2 separate regions of the Zea mays genome follow, and region 2 is linked to region 1. A link is a contact called in public Hi-C data. All regions are on one chromosome and are shown on one strand. The core of a region is the stretch at or near the end of the contact, and the rest is flanking DNA. Distances in the headings are between cores, read along the strand shown.

The links. A called contact is a pair of places that touch in the nucleus more often than the background predicts.
Region 2: a Hi-C map of leaf shows a contact between it and region 1, with 6 times the contacts expected there. The contact joins the enhancer-like site here to the promoter of LOC100273684 in region 1. A contact is called at or near these places in 2 of 25 Hi-C or Micro-C datasets (endosperm and leaf).

What each region holds. Positions count from the first base shown.
Region 1 is chr6:138,303,860-138,311,443 of Zm-B73-REFERENCE-NAM-5.0, reverse strand. LOC100273684 (Importin subunit alpha) reads left to right here and starts at 4,446. Exons shown (of 11, transcript NM_001148096.1): 1 at 4,446-4,784; 2 at 4,913-5,009; 3 at 5,673-5,764; 4 at 5,860-5,991; 5 at 6,079-6,264; 6 at 6,353-6,516; 7 at 7,462-7,540. The coding sequence starts at 4,572.
Region 2 is chr6:138,463,625-138,471,208 of Zm-B73-REFERENCE-NAM-5.0, reverse strand. No RefSeq gene overlaps it. Among protein-coding and RNA genes, the nearest start is that of LOC103630071, 23 kb to the right of the region's middle. Within about 2 kb of position 3,203, at least 13 of the 20 cell types and tissues checked have an H3K27ac peak or open chromatin away from gene starts, as enhancers often do. A contact at or near this core is called in endosperm and leaf, where this site is marked.

The DNA.
Region 1 (7,584 bases), core at 3,197-5,696:
TGTTTGTATGCCAAATTTATGTTGATGATATCATATTTGGGTCTACTAACAAATCTACATGTGAAGAGTTTAGTAGGACATGACTCAAAAATTCGAGATGTCTATGATGGGGGAGTTGAAGTATTTCTTAGGATTTCAAGTGAAGCAACTCCAAGAGGGCACCTTCATTAGCCAAACGAAGTATATTCAAGACATACTCACCAAGTTTGGGATGAAGGATGCTAAGCCCATCAAGACACCCATGGGAACTAATGGACATCTCGACCTCGACACGGGAGGTAAATCCGTAGATCAAAAGGTATACCGGTCGATGATAGGTTCTTTACTCTATTTATGTGCATCTCGACCGGATATAATGCTTTCCGTATGCATGTGTGCAAGATTCCAAGCCGATCCTAAGGAAGTTCACCTTAGGGCCGTGAAATGAATCTTGAGATATTTAGTCTATACTCCTAAGTTTGGCCTTTGGTACCCCAGGGGATCCACTTTTGATTTAATTGGATATTTTGATGCTGATTGGGCAGGGTGTAAGATTGATAGAAAGAGCACATCAGGGACTTGCCAGTTCTTGGGAAGATCTCTGGTGTCTTGGGCTTCTAAGAAACAAAATTTTGTCGCTCTTTCTACCGCCAAAGCCGAGTACATTGTCGCAGGCCATTGTTACGCGCAATTACTTTGGATGAGGCAAACCCTTAGGGACTATGGTTACAAATTAACTAAAGTTCCTCTCCTATGTGATAATGAGAGTGCAATCCGCATGGCGGATAATCCCGTTGAGCATAGCCGCACTAAACACATAGCCATTCGGTATCACTTTTTAAGGGATCACCAACAACAGAGAGATATCGAGATTGCATATATTAACACCAAAGAACAATTAGTCGATATCTTTACCAAGCCACTAGATGAGAAAACATTTACCAAACTTAGGCATGAGCTAAATATTCTTGATTCTAGGAATTTTGATTGATATTTTGCACACATAGCTCATTTATATACCTTTGATCATATCTCTTTCATGTGCTATTAATAATGTGTTTTCAAGTGAATATTATGCTAAGGCATAGATTGAAAGGTAAATGGAGTCCTCGGCGAAGACAAGGCTTCCACTCCACTCCATCGATTATTCATCCTTCGCCGTCACTCCGCACCGCTCTCCAATTTGGTATAATCTTCACTCCTATATTGTTTGCCAAAGGGGGAGAAAATTTAAAGATAAGGGCTTATATTTCACTCAAGTATTCGTTTTTGGCGATTCATGCCAAAGGGGGAGAAAGTATTAGCCCAAAACAGAAGGACCGCACCACCACCAATTTCAAAAATATAGTCTTTCAAGTTTGTGTTAAGAGAAGATTTTTTCAATTGGTATCTTATTTTTGATATAATTTCAAATTGGTATACCCTCTTCAAAATTAATATCTAAAACCCTCTTGAACACTAAGAGGAGGATTTCATTAAGGGGGAGTTTTGATTAGTCAAAGGAAAAGCATTTGAAACAGGGGGAGAAAATTTCAAATCTTGAAAATGCTTCTCAAAATCCTATTCATATACCTTTGACTATTTGCAAAAGATTTTGAAAAAGAATTTCCAAAACTTTGCAAAACAAAACAAGTGGTGCAAGCGTGGTCCAAAATGTTAAATAAGAAGAAAGCCATCCATGCATATATAGTAGAAATAATTATTGGTTTCATTCCAAGCAACCTTTGCACTTACCTTATGCAAACTAGTTCAAATCTGCACTTTTATATTTGCTTTGGTTTGTGTTGGCATCAATCACTAAAAAGGGAGAGATTGAAAGGGAAATAGGCTTACACCTTTTCCTAATTGATTTTGGTGGTTGAATTGCCCAACACAAATAATTGGACTAACCAGTTTGCTCTAGATTATAAGTTTTACAGGTGCCAAAGGTTCACAACAAACCAATAAAAAGACCAAGAAAGGGTTCAAACAAAGAGAGCAAAAGACTACCGAAGTGTGTCCTGGTCTGGCGCACCGGACTGTCCGGTGCATCAGGGAACCAAACTCAGAACTTGCCACCTTCGGGAATTCTGGGAGCCGCTCCGCTATAATTCACCGGACTGTCCGGTGTAGCACTGGACTGTCCGGTGCGCTAGCGGAGTAACGACTACACAGCGCCAACGGTCGTCTACAACGAGCAATAAATGCGCGCCTGCGCGCGCAGAAGTCAGGACAAGCGCCAGAAGGCGCACCGGACAATGAACAGTGACTGTCCGGTGCACCACCGGACTGTCCGGTGGCCTAGCTGTCAGAAGCTCTAACGGTCGGAACCCAACGACCGGGTGACGTGGCTGGCACACCGGACTGTCCGGTGCGCCATGCGACAGCAGCCTTCACCAACAGCTATTTTGGTGGTTGGGGCTATAAATACCCCCCAACCACCACACTTCAATGCATCCAAGTTTTCAGCCATCAAACCTCATACAAGAGCTATATATTTCATTCAAGACACATACAAAGAGATCAAATCCTCTCCCAGGTCCAAAGATCATTCCAATCAAATAGTGACTAGTGAGAGAGATACTTGTGTTCATTTGAGCTCTTGCGCTTGGATTGCTTTTCTTCTTCCTCTATTCTTATGTTCAACTCACTTGTAATCAAAACAAGAGACACCAAGTTGTGGTGGTCCTTGTAGTGGACTTAGTGTCACATTTGATTAAGGAGAAAGGCTCACTCGGTCAAGGTGACCGTTTGAGAGAGGGAAAGGGTTGAAAGAGACCCGATCTTTGTGACCACCTCAACGGGGAGTAGGTTTGCAAGAACCGAATCTCGGTAAAACAAATCATAGTGTCATCCGCTCTTATTCGCGTGTGATTTGTTTTCGCCTTCTCTTTCGGACTCACATTTATTTCTAACGCTAACCCGGCTTGTAGTGTGTGCTTAAGTTTATAAATTTCAGATTTGCCTATTCACCCCCTCTAGGCGACTTTCAAACATGATAGTTTTTTAGTGTAGAAAAGGCCCTTGATTTACAAACTAAAAACAATGGAATTTATCTACATAGCTACCTGGTTGTCATTCTTCAATAAAATGTCTTAAGTCTGCTAATGATGATTTGAATGCTAAGGTAATTAAATTGAATGAATGCTCTACATCTATTATCGAGCGTGTCTCTTTTTTATAGATGTAGGGATGTTGGTATTGATGCTTGTCATGCTCATGTTTATTTCTAAACACAAATGCATGTGTGGTCTAGTGGTTAGCCCCAAATTTTCTGGAGCAGTGGGTGTGGGTTCGAGTGCTTGCTCTGTACTATTTTTATATAATATATACTACTATATTAAGAAGCTAATGTGGACACCTAGTGCTACTACGACTTCATCCTACGCGCTGACAATCTAGGCTCTGGACCCATCGCACGCCCAACACCCACGCGCAAAAATAGTGTAGAGCGAGCACTCGAACCCATGCACCATACTTTAGAAATTTGGGGCTAGCCATCACACATAACTTAGTGTTTAGAAATAAACAATAATTATATTTATAGCATAGGTGTCGCTCCCTCGCCTAGGTATGTGACTATGATTGGATTAGGTCAATTAATATCTCACACCCAATCTAATTTACGCTCGTGGCAACACACAAGCACATACCTAGTTATTGTTTATGTCTAAACATCAAGGAGGGTGAAGCCGTGGTAGCACCATGTGCCTACATTATGTTCTTAATAGATTAATAAAGTATATATATATATATAGATTTCTAGTTAATTTTAAACTAATTTAATAATAGAAAATAGTAATTATACTAATAGTTTCACATATCACATCAATGTAATAGCAAATTAACACAACTCATCACTCATGATTTCACAATTCACACTCATATTAATCAGTTTAACCCACAAATATATTCATATAGACTAATTTAACATATAGACACAATTCATCAATCATTAATTTAACTTATATGCCATACACACGACACATACAAATAACATGTTAATCAATTGTTACGTAAATGATATACATATAGTTTCATTTTGCTAAAATGTGATAGATCGTTTAGCTCACGAGCTGACTCGTTAACGAACCGAACTAGGGGTGTTTGGTTTTTAGAGACTAATTTTAATGCCTTTATTTTAATTTATTCTATTATAGTCTCTAAATTGCAGGATAATTTAGAGACTAAAATAAAATAAAATGGTGAGACTACAAATTAGTCAATATAAATTAAGCACCCTAAATAATTTAGAGACTAAAATATAATAAAATAGAGAGACTAAAACTTTATTTTTAGAAATCAAACATCTTCTATAATGTCGACCCTGCTGTAAAAAAAAAAAAAAAATCAAACGACCCACCATAAACCGAGGTAGCCACGAGCACGTCTGGCCCTACTCCCCCATTCTCTTGTTTGCTGGCCCGGTTGGAACACCGCCTCCGCCTATATAGAGCTCCCCATCTCCGACTCCCTCTTACCCTTCCCGTTCCCCAATTCGAAATCGAGTCGGGTACTCGGGTCGGTCTTGCCGTGCGTGCGTGGCTGCGCGAACCAGCCCACGCTCCCACTCCCCGCCCGCCACCGCCGGGTCCCTCTAGGGTTTTGCCGCGATGTCGCTCCGGCCGAGCGAGCGGGAGCAGATGCGGAAGGGCAACTACAAGCAGACGGTGGACGCCGAGGAGAGCCGCCGCCGCCGCGAGGGCCAGATGGTCGACATCCGCAAGGCCAAGCGAGAGGAAAGCCTCCAGAAGAAGCGCCGCGATGGGTTCCCCGCCGCCGGCGCCGTGCCGCCGATGGGCCACTCCACCGCACTCCAGCAGAAGGTGCGGCGCCCCCTTGCTCGCTCTTTCTGGCTCCGATCTGATCCGCCTTCTTGGTTAGGGTTTGGCTGATGGGGTGGTACTCGATCTGACGGGTTCGGATCTGATTTTCTCCTTGCCTTCTTCTGCAGCTCGATGGCTTGCCGGCGATGGTACAGGCCGTTCACTCCAACGACCCCACTGTGCAGCTTGAGGCCACCACGCAGTTCAGGAAGCTGCTCTCCATAGGTGAGGTTCGGATCTTATGTACAGTTACCTTTTCCGGATGGACAGTTTGGTGGTGAGATTTGCGCGATTTGTCGAGTAGTATTAGGCCATGCGTGAGGGCATGGTCATTTGTGGGTTTTCAGGTAACTCTCGTGTAAAGGTTGACTTGTGGATTGCGAGCTGGCAAAATTAGCTGTTGCACCTCTAATTTTCTGAATTTACTGTCTCCTCAAAGAAACAAACCCTTCCCTTCAGCCTCTGCAACGTGCATACATGTATGCCCAGAAGTTTGAAAACAAGCTATGCTCCCTAAGTATTTGATTTCATGAACAACTATTCTATTTTTTTCGGTAGTATTCTGCTTGCTGCTCTGGCCATTATTGTTGCATCCATGTATATATAATATATGTACACTTGTTTCATTATTATTTTTTAAACCGGAGAGAATGGTCTAAAAAAGGGTCATGGAGAGGCTGCATGACGCATGCCCCTTTTCATATTTTTGTACTTCCAAGATAGCAGCTGTTATTATCCTGTGTTTTTTTGTATTTGCTGGTGAATATTGATGAGTTCTCATTTGCTGGCGAAAATCTAGATGAGTGCATGATACTTCTTTCTTAATTCACACTGCAACTTATGTGAAAGTTAAGTTGTAACTGAGTGAGTTTCGTCAAATTTCTCTAGAGCGTAGTCCCCCAATTGAAGAGGTGATCAGCACAGGAGTCGTGCCCCGATTCATTGAGTTCCTTACACGTGAGGACCATCCACAACTCCAGGTTTGGGAACACTCATCCTGATCAATCACATGGCTTTACTTCATTTTATCTCTTATTAATCAGTAGCAACTTGCTATATGTAACATATGCTGCAGTTTGAGGCTGCATGGGCGCTCACCAACATTGCATCAGGCACATCAGAGAACACTAAGGTGGTGGTTGAGAGTGGTGCTGTGCCCATCTTTGTTAAGCTCCTCAACTCCAATAGCGAGGATGTTCGTGAACAGGCATGCACTGAATTACAATAGTTACACTCTTCTATATGAGATTTATGTAGAGTGGTGCTTAGGTTCTTTTTTTTTTGTGTTTTGCAGGCTGTATGGGCTTTAGGTAATGTTGCTGGTGACTCCCCAAAGTGCCGTGATCTGGTGCTAGGCCATGGTGGGCTATTCCCCTTGCTGCAACAGCTTAATGAGCATGCTAAGCTCTCGATGCTGAGGAATGCCACATGGACACTATCAAACTTCTGCCGTGGGAAGCCACAACCGAACTTTGATCAGGTTTCTATCTGGGATTATTTGTTTCAGTTGTTTTGGCCAAAGTTGGTCCTTCAAATGATATTGGTTTGTTTTGTTCATGCTTGAGTAGGTCAAACCAGCATTGCCAGCACTTCAGCAACTTATCCACTCTCAGGATGAGGAGGTCCTAACTGATGCCTGTTGGGCTCTATCATACCTATCTGATGGGACTAATGACAAAATCCAAGCTGTTATTGAATCTGGCGTGTTCCCTCGCCTTGTGGAACTTCTGATGTAAGTGCATTTTTATAGTGACAAATGTGATTATACCCTTCGTTGGTCTTGTAATTGTGATTTTACCCTCTGTTTTTCAACTTTGTGATTTTACCCATCTGTTTTAAAACGAAGCTACCGTTTGCCCCTCCCTCTCAACGTCGTTAGTGAAAATCAGAATTAGTGATAAAAAATGAGAAGAAATGGTGAAAGGTTTGAACTACCTTCCTATTTTGTACTGGCGCAACCAAATAGGAGTAAAATCACAATTACATAATATAATGAGGGGTAAAATCACAACAAATTGCATGCACATTTTTGTCTTTTCGCATCAGAATTAACACTGCCAATTGCACGTAACGGTGCAAGGGTATGCCATAGCTTCATTTTCAAAATGGAGGGGTAAAATCATAGTTAAAAAATGAGGGGTAAAATTACAATTGTAAGGAGGTATGAAAGTAGATATCCGAATAGTTCAGACAAATTTAATATTTTAAAAATAGGTACGTATGAAATTTGATGCTGATCTTTTCTTATGTTATCAAGCACATTATTACAAATAAGAATATTTTTTTTTGCATAAATGTATTTTATGCATTATTTGCTCTCTACACCCCAAAAAGGTAATCAAATATCAGAATTCGTATACGTATCTGCATCCAAATTTTATATCTATCATTTGAGAAAACATGATAAATTTGAGGTTTATCTTTTATAATTTTTAAGATCAATGTTAAAAACAAGAATACAAATTTGTACAACAGATTCTATATGCTATTTATTCGCAATCAAAGAAAAACGACCAAAAAATTGATATTCGAATAAGTATTCGTTTTCGACCGGTTTCATAAGACCAGAAAGGGGTATAATTACAAATGCTCCTTTTCATATATGTTGCTCTTTGTATCATTCTGAAGTTTTATGATGCTAGATGATTGAGATCATAACACCTGAACTTTTATTTAGGCATCCTTCAGCCTCTGTACTGATTCCAGCTCTGCGCACGGTGGGTAACATCGTAACTGGGGACGACATGCAGACTCAGGTAAACTCAATTGGCATGTTGGACCTCTTTTTAATGTTTTCCTT
Region 2 (7,584 bases), core at 1,954-4,453, 160 kb before region 1:
GAATGCGATCGCAGCCAGAGTTCAGAACGGGCTTCTCACGTTCAGTTTTCTGCGTGATTGCTTGTCCAGCTCCCAGGCTCTCTTCACATATGCGTTGACCGCGCCTATATGTTCTTAATCGGTTGGCTGCACGGCAGCGCCCGAGCCTATACGTGCGGGTGTAGACGAAGCCATTTTATGCTTGTTAACCTACATGCACCGGGAAGTAACTCGCGCCCATTTTCACTGGTGTAGGCCCGCGCGAGCGAGGCCCGTGGCTGCCGGCAACCAATTAGGAGGTTTTAGAACACCACATCGGTTCTCCATACACTTGCTACAATAATGGATAGCGCATTTCTGCTTTATATTGGATACTACGTTCATGTTTGAATGGACTAGAGTTAATAGTTAGCTGATAAAATTAGTTGAAGACATGTAAACAGACTAATAGTTCAAAATTAGCTAATAGTTAGCTAGCCATAGTAGGAAACCGATATACTTCCGACAACAGCCTTATCTCCAACAGCTTAAAGAGCAGTCGTCAGAGATTCAGCTTATGTCCGACAACTCAATCTGGCCCTCAGAGTTCATCAGTCTTATGTCTTACGGCTTTTCTAATAGTCGTCGGACATTAAACTTATCTCTGATGGTTGTCGGAGGAATTTTTAGGTAACGGCACCGCGACCGTCGTTCCAATTCACTCTTTCCTCTCTGTCACGTCGACACACGACACACAACATGTTGTGCTCGTGCTTCCGCCGTCGTCCTGCGTCGCCGGATGCCCCGCCCTTGTCTGGTGCTGGTTGTGGCCTCTTGCCCTCGCCCACGCGGCCACCTGATCATGCCTGCGCCTGCAAACGCCGCCCATGCATGCACCAAGGTCTATAGTTGTCCAAACGGGCCGGCCCGTCGGGCGGCACGCGGCTCGGCACTATAGAGGTCTGGCACGAGCACGGTCCGGCCCGCTTGGAGCCGTGCCCGGGCCAGCCCGGCACGGGCACAGTGCCGTGCTTGGGCAGGCATGCCGGCCCGCAGTGCAGGCCCGGCACGGCAAAGAGGCCGGCCCGGTAACAGCCAGCCTAAGAAGCGGATGTTAAGCCGCCAGCCCGCCACCCCCTCGAAAACCTAAACCTAATCCGTTCCCCTCGGCCTCTCCTCTCGCTCTCGGCTCTCGCGTCTCTCCCACGCTATCGGTTGTCGCCTCTCCCTCGTCCGCTCCCCTCCGATCGATGGCGAGCCTGTGCCTCTCCCTCGTCGACGGATCTGAAGATCTGGTGACTGTGGTGCTGTCGGGTATCGGCCTCCGCCTCTCCCTCGTCCGCTCCCCTCTGCTCGACGGCTCCGCCTCTCCCTCGTCCGCTCCCCTCTGCTCGCCGGCGAGCCTGTGCGTTGTGCCGGTCATTGACGGTTCCGTCGATCTGGTGACCGGTGCTCTAATCCTTCCTCTCCTATCCCTCCGACGACCCTCTCTGTAACCCTAATCCTCGATCTACTTGCTCTGGTCTTCGTGTCTCCTCTCCTCTTGTTGCCTCATCGGTGGATCTGGTGCTCCGGCGAGCAAGTATGAATCTCTAAACCCTAATCCTCGATTTCGTTTGTTTTTCTTCGATTATTTGTTTCTCACTAAGTCCCTGTCCCTCTCCTCTCTGCATGTGAAGGACGTCGGCCATCTGGTTGGTGCCGCTCGTCGTGAGGAGCCGGAGACGTCGACGAGGTGACGGGTTGGGCTAGCCGCTGGTGATGTCATCCATTGGAGACGTCCAGGAGCTAGACCCAATCGTCGAGGATGAGGAGAGGAGGCTAGAAGACGAGAACACAACCGATGATGCACTCCAGTTCCTCGTCGCTGGTGCTGGTGTCGTTGAAGCGGGAACCGCGACTGGATCCATGCCGACGAGCCCCACGATCGAGGCAACCAGTGGCTTTGGATCCCGCCCCAACCCAGCCACCCATTCGAGGAGGAGGGGACTGACGTCCAAAGTCTGGCAAGACTTTGAAGAAGTGACTGCCATGGAGGGAGGTAAGGAGGTAAGAGTCGATGTCGTTTGCCATTACTACAAGCAAAGTTTATCTGCTAAGTCTTCTTCTGGTACTGGGCACTTGATCAGACACTCGATGCATTGCTTAACTAAGAAAGAAAAGGAGAAAGCTGGCATTGTCTAGTCTGTTCTTAGATTTAATACTGATGGTTCTGTTATTACATGGGAGTACTATGCTAGTGTTGCACGATCTGTGCTTTGTCGTTTGATTGCTAGATTAGATTTGCCTATTTCATTTGGTGAATCAGATGCTTTCCAGGAATACATTACCCATGCTCATAATCCTAGGTTCATTAAGTCATCTAGGCAAACAACTGCAAGGGATTTAATTATACTCTTTAATGATCGTGCTGGACAACTAATTGAGGTCTTAAAATATGTATCCTCTGTTGCTTTAACCTCTGATATTTGGTCTGGCAAGGCCAAAGAGGATTACATAAGTGTAGTTGCTCATTTTGTTAATTGTGACTGGTGTTTAGAAAAGAGGTTGCTTGGTTTAAGACCTATAGAAGTTGCACATACAGGTGAGGAACTAGAAGTGGCTTTTGAATCTTTGTGCCTGGATGATGAACAAGAAACAGTTTATGGGATCAAGAGAAAGGAACAAGAAAGAGTTGAAGTGACAAGGAACAGGAGAATTAGAACTTGAACTCATGATTTATGTAATGGACTGTAATGGGCACTTAAACAGTTGAACTATAACTCTATAAGGAACTGGTTGTACTCTTTTTCTTCCTAGAGTTTTCACACGAGGTGTGAGTTTTTACCTAGGAAGGTTTTTAACAAGGCAACATTGCACTAAGGCTCCAGTTTTAATTAATTCTATGTATATTACTGAAATGTGTGTAGAAATCTGTGTATGAAATTGTTTATGTTTTTTGAGTACAAACCTATTTATGGGCTCGGGCCCGAGCACGGCACTAATAGCCCATCGTGCCTCCGGCCTAGCCCGGCCCGTGTAAGCTTAGCCGTGTTGGGTCTGGACCGGCTACTGTAGCCCACGGGCCAGCCCGGCACGGCACGACATATGATTCAGGCCCTTGGACACGTTCATTTCATGCCGGGTCAAATCGTGCCCGGGCCGAGTCGGCCCGGCATGAACGTTTGGACATCTATACCAAGGTCCGATGCCGCCAACCATTTGCAGTCCTGTGTCGCTGTCCAAGGCGCTCCTGCAGTCCGACTCCGCCAACCGTCCACGTGCCTTCAAATTCGGACTGCGCTCTGCATACGCCGTCCTCGTGTCCCCTAACACCACCCGCTCCACACGATCACCGACATGCCACCGCCATCGCTAAGTAAGAGTATTCTGTTTTTAGATTAGAATTGCATGTATGCATTGTTTAATTATAGTTATTTTATGTAGAATTAATTCATTTGTATATTAAAAATTAGTTAGTATGTTATTTCCGACGGTCAAAATGTGATTATATGATTTAATTAGGTTGTTTTAGTTCATTTAGGGGTCCATGGATAACCTAAATTTGTAATTTCCGAGGGAATTATTAATCCCTTAGCAATAAGAACATTTCATATTATTTATCACCCGAAATAATATTAATTAGTATAAAATATTGTATTAGTGGTTTATGTCACATGAGAAAGTGTATTTTATTATATAATATAGCTCGATGATTCTAGCGTAAATGCATGTATCGTAATATAAAGAAATGGAACCTATGCATGACTAATTTCTGCTTGATGTGTGTTGAGATGAAATTGTCCCTTTATTGGACAACCTCCGAGTGGCCGATATAGCCCATATTTATGACAAGGCATGTGCTCATGCGTAATTTCCGCATCATAACTTCTATGTTCTCCATTGCACCATTTTCAGGCATGCAGATGCAAACAAGTTCAGAAGCTCCTGGTAGCAGTTGTTTGAGAATGCAAACTTAGACTTAATAGCCATAAGTCAAGTCACGAAAACAAGGACAGTCACTTTGATGTGCTCGTGCAACGACTCTTTGGCAGCTTTAAGGAGCTCGAAGAACTTCTGAACCACATCGTAGGAGGATCCTCATAATCGAGGGGTTGAGGGGGGTTCTCGGAATCGACGGGTAGAAGCTCATGATGTATATCGTCAAGCATCTCTTCCATCCTATCGTAGCCCCCTCCTCATCTAATTGAACTTTCGATACAATACGAGGAGGCTGAGTGTTGGGCCTATGCTTCGTCGCCGAAGGTCTTATAGGAAGAAGCGGTATTCAGCTGAAGCTGTTTGTATAAGATGACCGAAGGTTCCTCTTCGTGAAGCTTCGGCATTACAAACCGACTTAAAGATAGAATGACCTTTTAGTCCATAAAGGTATGAGTCAATGTTGTAAGTTTTTATAAGGGGCATATTTGTAATTCCTCACAGGCTGCGTCCTGTGCCTATAAATAGTGAACAGTATTCCTTTACTGTTCACGCATTCTAGTAATTGCAATCGCATATTCTGGAATTCAACCTTTGCCAAGGCAGAGGTATTATTGTATTCAATGATTCAACATATTAAGTAAATATAATATAATTCGTCTATGATTTATTTACCCCTTTTGTACCTTTTATTTTATGTCTATTGAAATTTTATTACGAAGATTTAAGCTTCGTAATTATACTCTCATCAACCTTCGTCCAAGACCCATTATCCTCAAGGGAATAATGTTTCATGAATTGGACGAAGGACGTTAACATTTAACATTTTATGTTGCCTTGTTCTTAATTCATAGCATTTGAGAACAAGTCCCCAACATTGGCGCCCACCTCCGGTGAACTCACTTCCACTTTTCAAGCTGATGGCTTCGTTCAACGACCAAGCTGGAGCTGCTTCGGATCCGAAGCTGGTGCTCCCGATCACAGGTGGTTCGTCCTCAGAGCCAGTTAACAAGAAACAAAAGAAGGAAGCACAGAGAAGGGTACAGCATGTTGGGGTGCAAGGACCCTTCATCAAGTCAAGATGGTCTCACATTCCTATTACCTTCTCCCAAGAGGACCTTCAGCTCAAGGATTACCCACACAACGATGCCATGGTTATCTCTTGTGTTATTAAAGGATTTCTGGTCCATAATGTCTTGGTTGACACAGGCAGTGCAGCTGATATCATATTTGCTAAGGCCTTCAGACAAATGCAAGAGCCAGAAGATAAGATTCATGATGCTACACATCCTCTCTGTGGCTTCGGAGGAAGACAAATTGTAGCATTGGGCAAGATCACCATGTCAGTGACCTTCGGGTTCATCAACAACACTAGAACTGAGCAAGTTGTGTTTGACATTGTTGACATGGAATACCCTTACAATGCAATTATTGGTCGTGGCACCCTCAATGCTTTTGAAGCAATTCTTCACCCTGCTTATCTTTGCATGAAGATACCTTCGGATCAAGGACCCATCGCTATTCATGGAAGTCAGGAAGCTGCCAGAAGGGCCGAAGGAAACTGGACTGACTCAAAAGCAATCCATAACATAGATGGAGCTGAAGCTTGCGAACAATACAAATTCAGAAGGGAGAAAGCAGCTTCAGCAGATCAGCCGAAGCCCATGCTCTTATGTGAGGATATAGCAGAGCAGAAGGTGCTGTTGGGCTCTCAGTTATCCGAAGAACAAGAGAAAACCTTGATAAGGTTTTTGTTCAACAACAAAGATGTTTTTGCATGGTCAGCCAATGATCTCTGTGGAGTTAATAGGGATGTTATCGAGCACTCGCTCAATGTCGATCCATCCTTCAGACCCAGAAAGCAGAGGCTTCGGAAAATGTCAGATGATAAGGCCGAAGGTGCTCGTAACGAAGTCAAAAGACTCCTCAGTGCAGGAGTTATCAGAGAAGTAAAGTACCCAGAATGGCTAGCTAACACTGTTATGGTAAAAAAGGCCAATGGCAAGTGGCGAATGTGTATCGATTTTACAGATCTTAACAAGGCTTGTCCGAAGGATGAATTCCCATTGCCAAGGATAGACTCTTTAGTTGATGCAGCAGCTTCTTCAGAGCTCATGAGTCTGTTAGACTGTTATTCAGGCTACCATCAAATCTGGATGAAGAAGGAAGATGAGCCGAAGACTAGCTTCATAACTCCAAGTGGCACATATTGCTATCTTCGAATGCCTGAGGGGCTCAAAAACGCTGGAGGAAGTTTCAGCAGAATGACTGCGAAGGTTCTCCAGTCTCAGATAGGCAGAAATGTGCTAACTTATGTTGATGACATCATTGTAAAAAGCACGAAACAGGAGAATCATATTGCTGATCTGCAGGAGACCTTCGCCAGTTTTAGACAAGCGGGCTTAAAGTTGAATCCAGAAAAATGCGTCTTCGGAGTAAAGAAGGGGAAATTTCTAGGATGCTTGGTTTCAACAAAGGGAATTGAAGCTAATCCAAGTAAGATTGAAGCTATACTTCGGATGGAGCCACCAACTACAAAAAAGGGGGCTCAAAGGTTAACAGGAAGGTTGGCATCTCTCAATAGGTTCATATCCAGATCAGCAGAGAGAAACTTACCATTCTTCGAAGTGCTGAAGTCAGCCGAAGTCTTTCAATGGGGACCAATCCAGCAGAAGGCTTTCGAAGAGCTGAAACAGTATTTGATAGATCTAACAGCATTAACTCCACCTACGCCAGGGGCTCCTTTGTTATTATATGTGGCAGCTTCGCACTCAGCGGTAAGTGCGGCACTTGTCTAGGAGAGGCTTGATGGCCAAGTCAAGAGGCAGGTCCCAGTGTATTTCGTATCTGAAGTTCTTAGTATGTCAAAGAAAAACTACACAGAATTAGAGAAGGTGTTATATGCTGTTTTGATGGCATCCAGGAAGCTTCGGCACTATTTCCAAGCTTACAACATAATTGTTCCTTCTTCACAACCTCTGAAGGATATTATGAGGAACCGAGAAGCTACTGGAAGGATTGGAAAATGGGCTGCAGAGCTCAATGAATTTTGTATTGAGTATGTTCATAGATCTTCGATTCAGTCCCAGGCGTTAGCAGACTTCATTGCTGACTGGACGCCAGGGGCTCAGGAGGAAGAAACAAATAAAGACGCCGAAGCATGGACAGTGTTTTGCGATGGGTCTTGGGGAACCTTCAGAGCGGGAGCGGCAGCTGTGTTGGTCTCACCTTCCAAAGTTAAAACTTGCTATGCGGCAAAACTTGATTTTAGTTGCACAAACAACATTGCCGAGTACGAAGCCCTGCTTCTAGGTCTTCGGAAGCTAAAAGCAATGGGAATCAGAAGGGCCATTCTTAAAACTGATTCCCAAGTTGTTTCGGGTCATATTGACAAGAGTTGCAAGGCTAAAGATCCGAAGCTTGAAAAGTATCTGGATATGGTTCGAAGAGTTGAAGTCTCCTTCGAGGGATTTTCTGTCAAAAATATCCCTCGAGGACAAAATGAGCATGCTGATTTGCTAGCTAAGTCAGCAACACAGGGGCTGCCCTTACCTTCGGATGTGTTCTTCGAAACAATAAAAGCACCTTCGGTGGAACTTCTTGAAAGAGCAATCCTCAATATATCTCCTGTTTATAGCGAAGACTGGAGAACTGAAATCATCTCTTACCTACAGGGTAAATTCCTTTCAGATGACGAAGCTTATAACA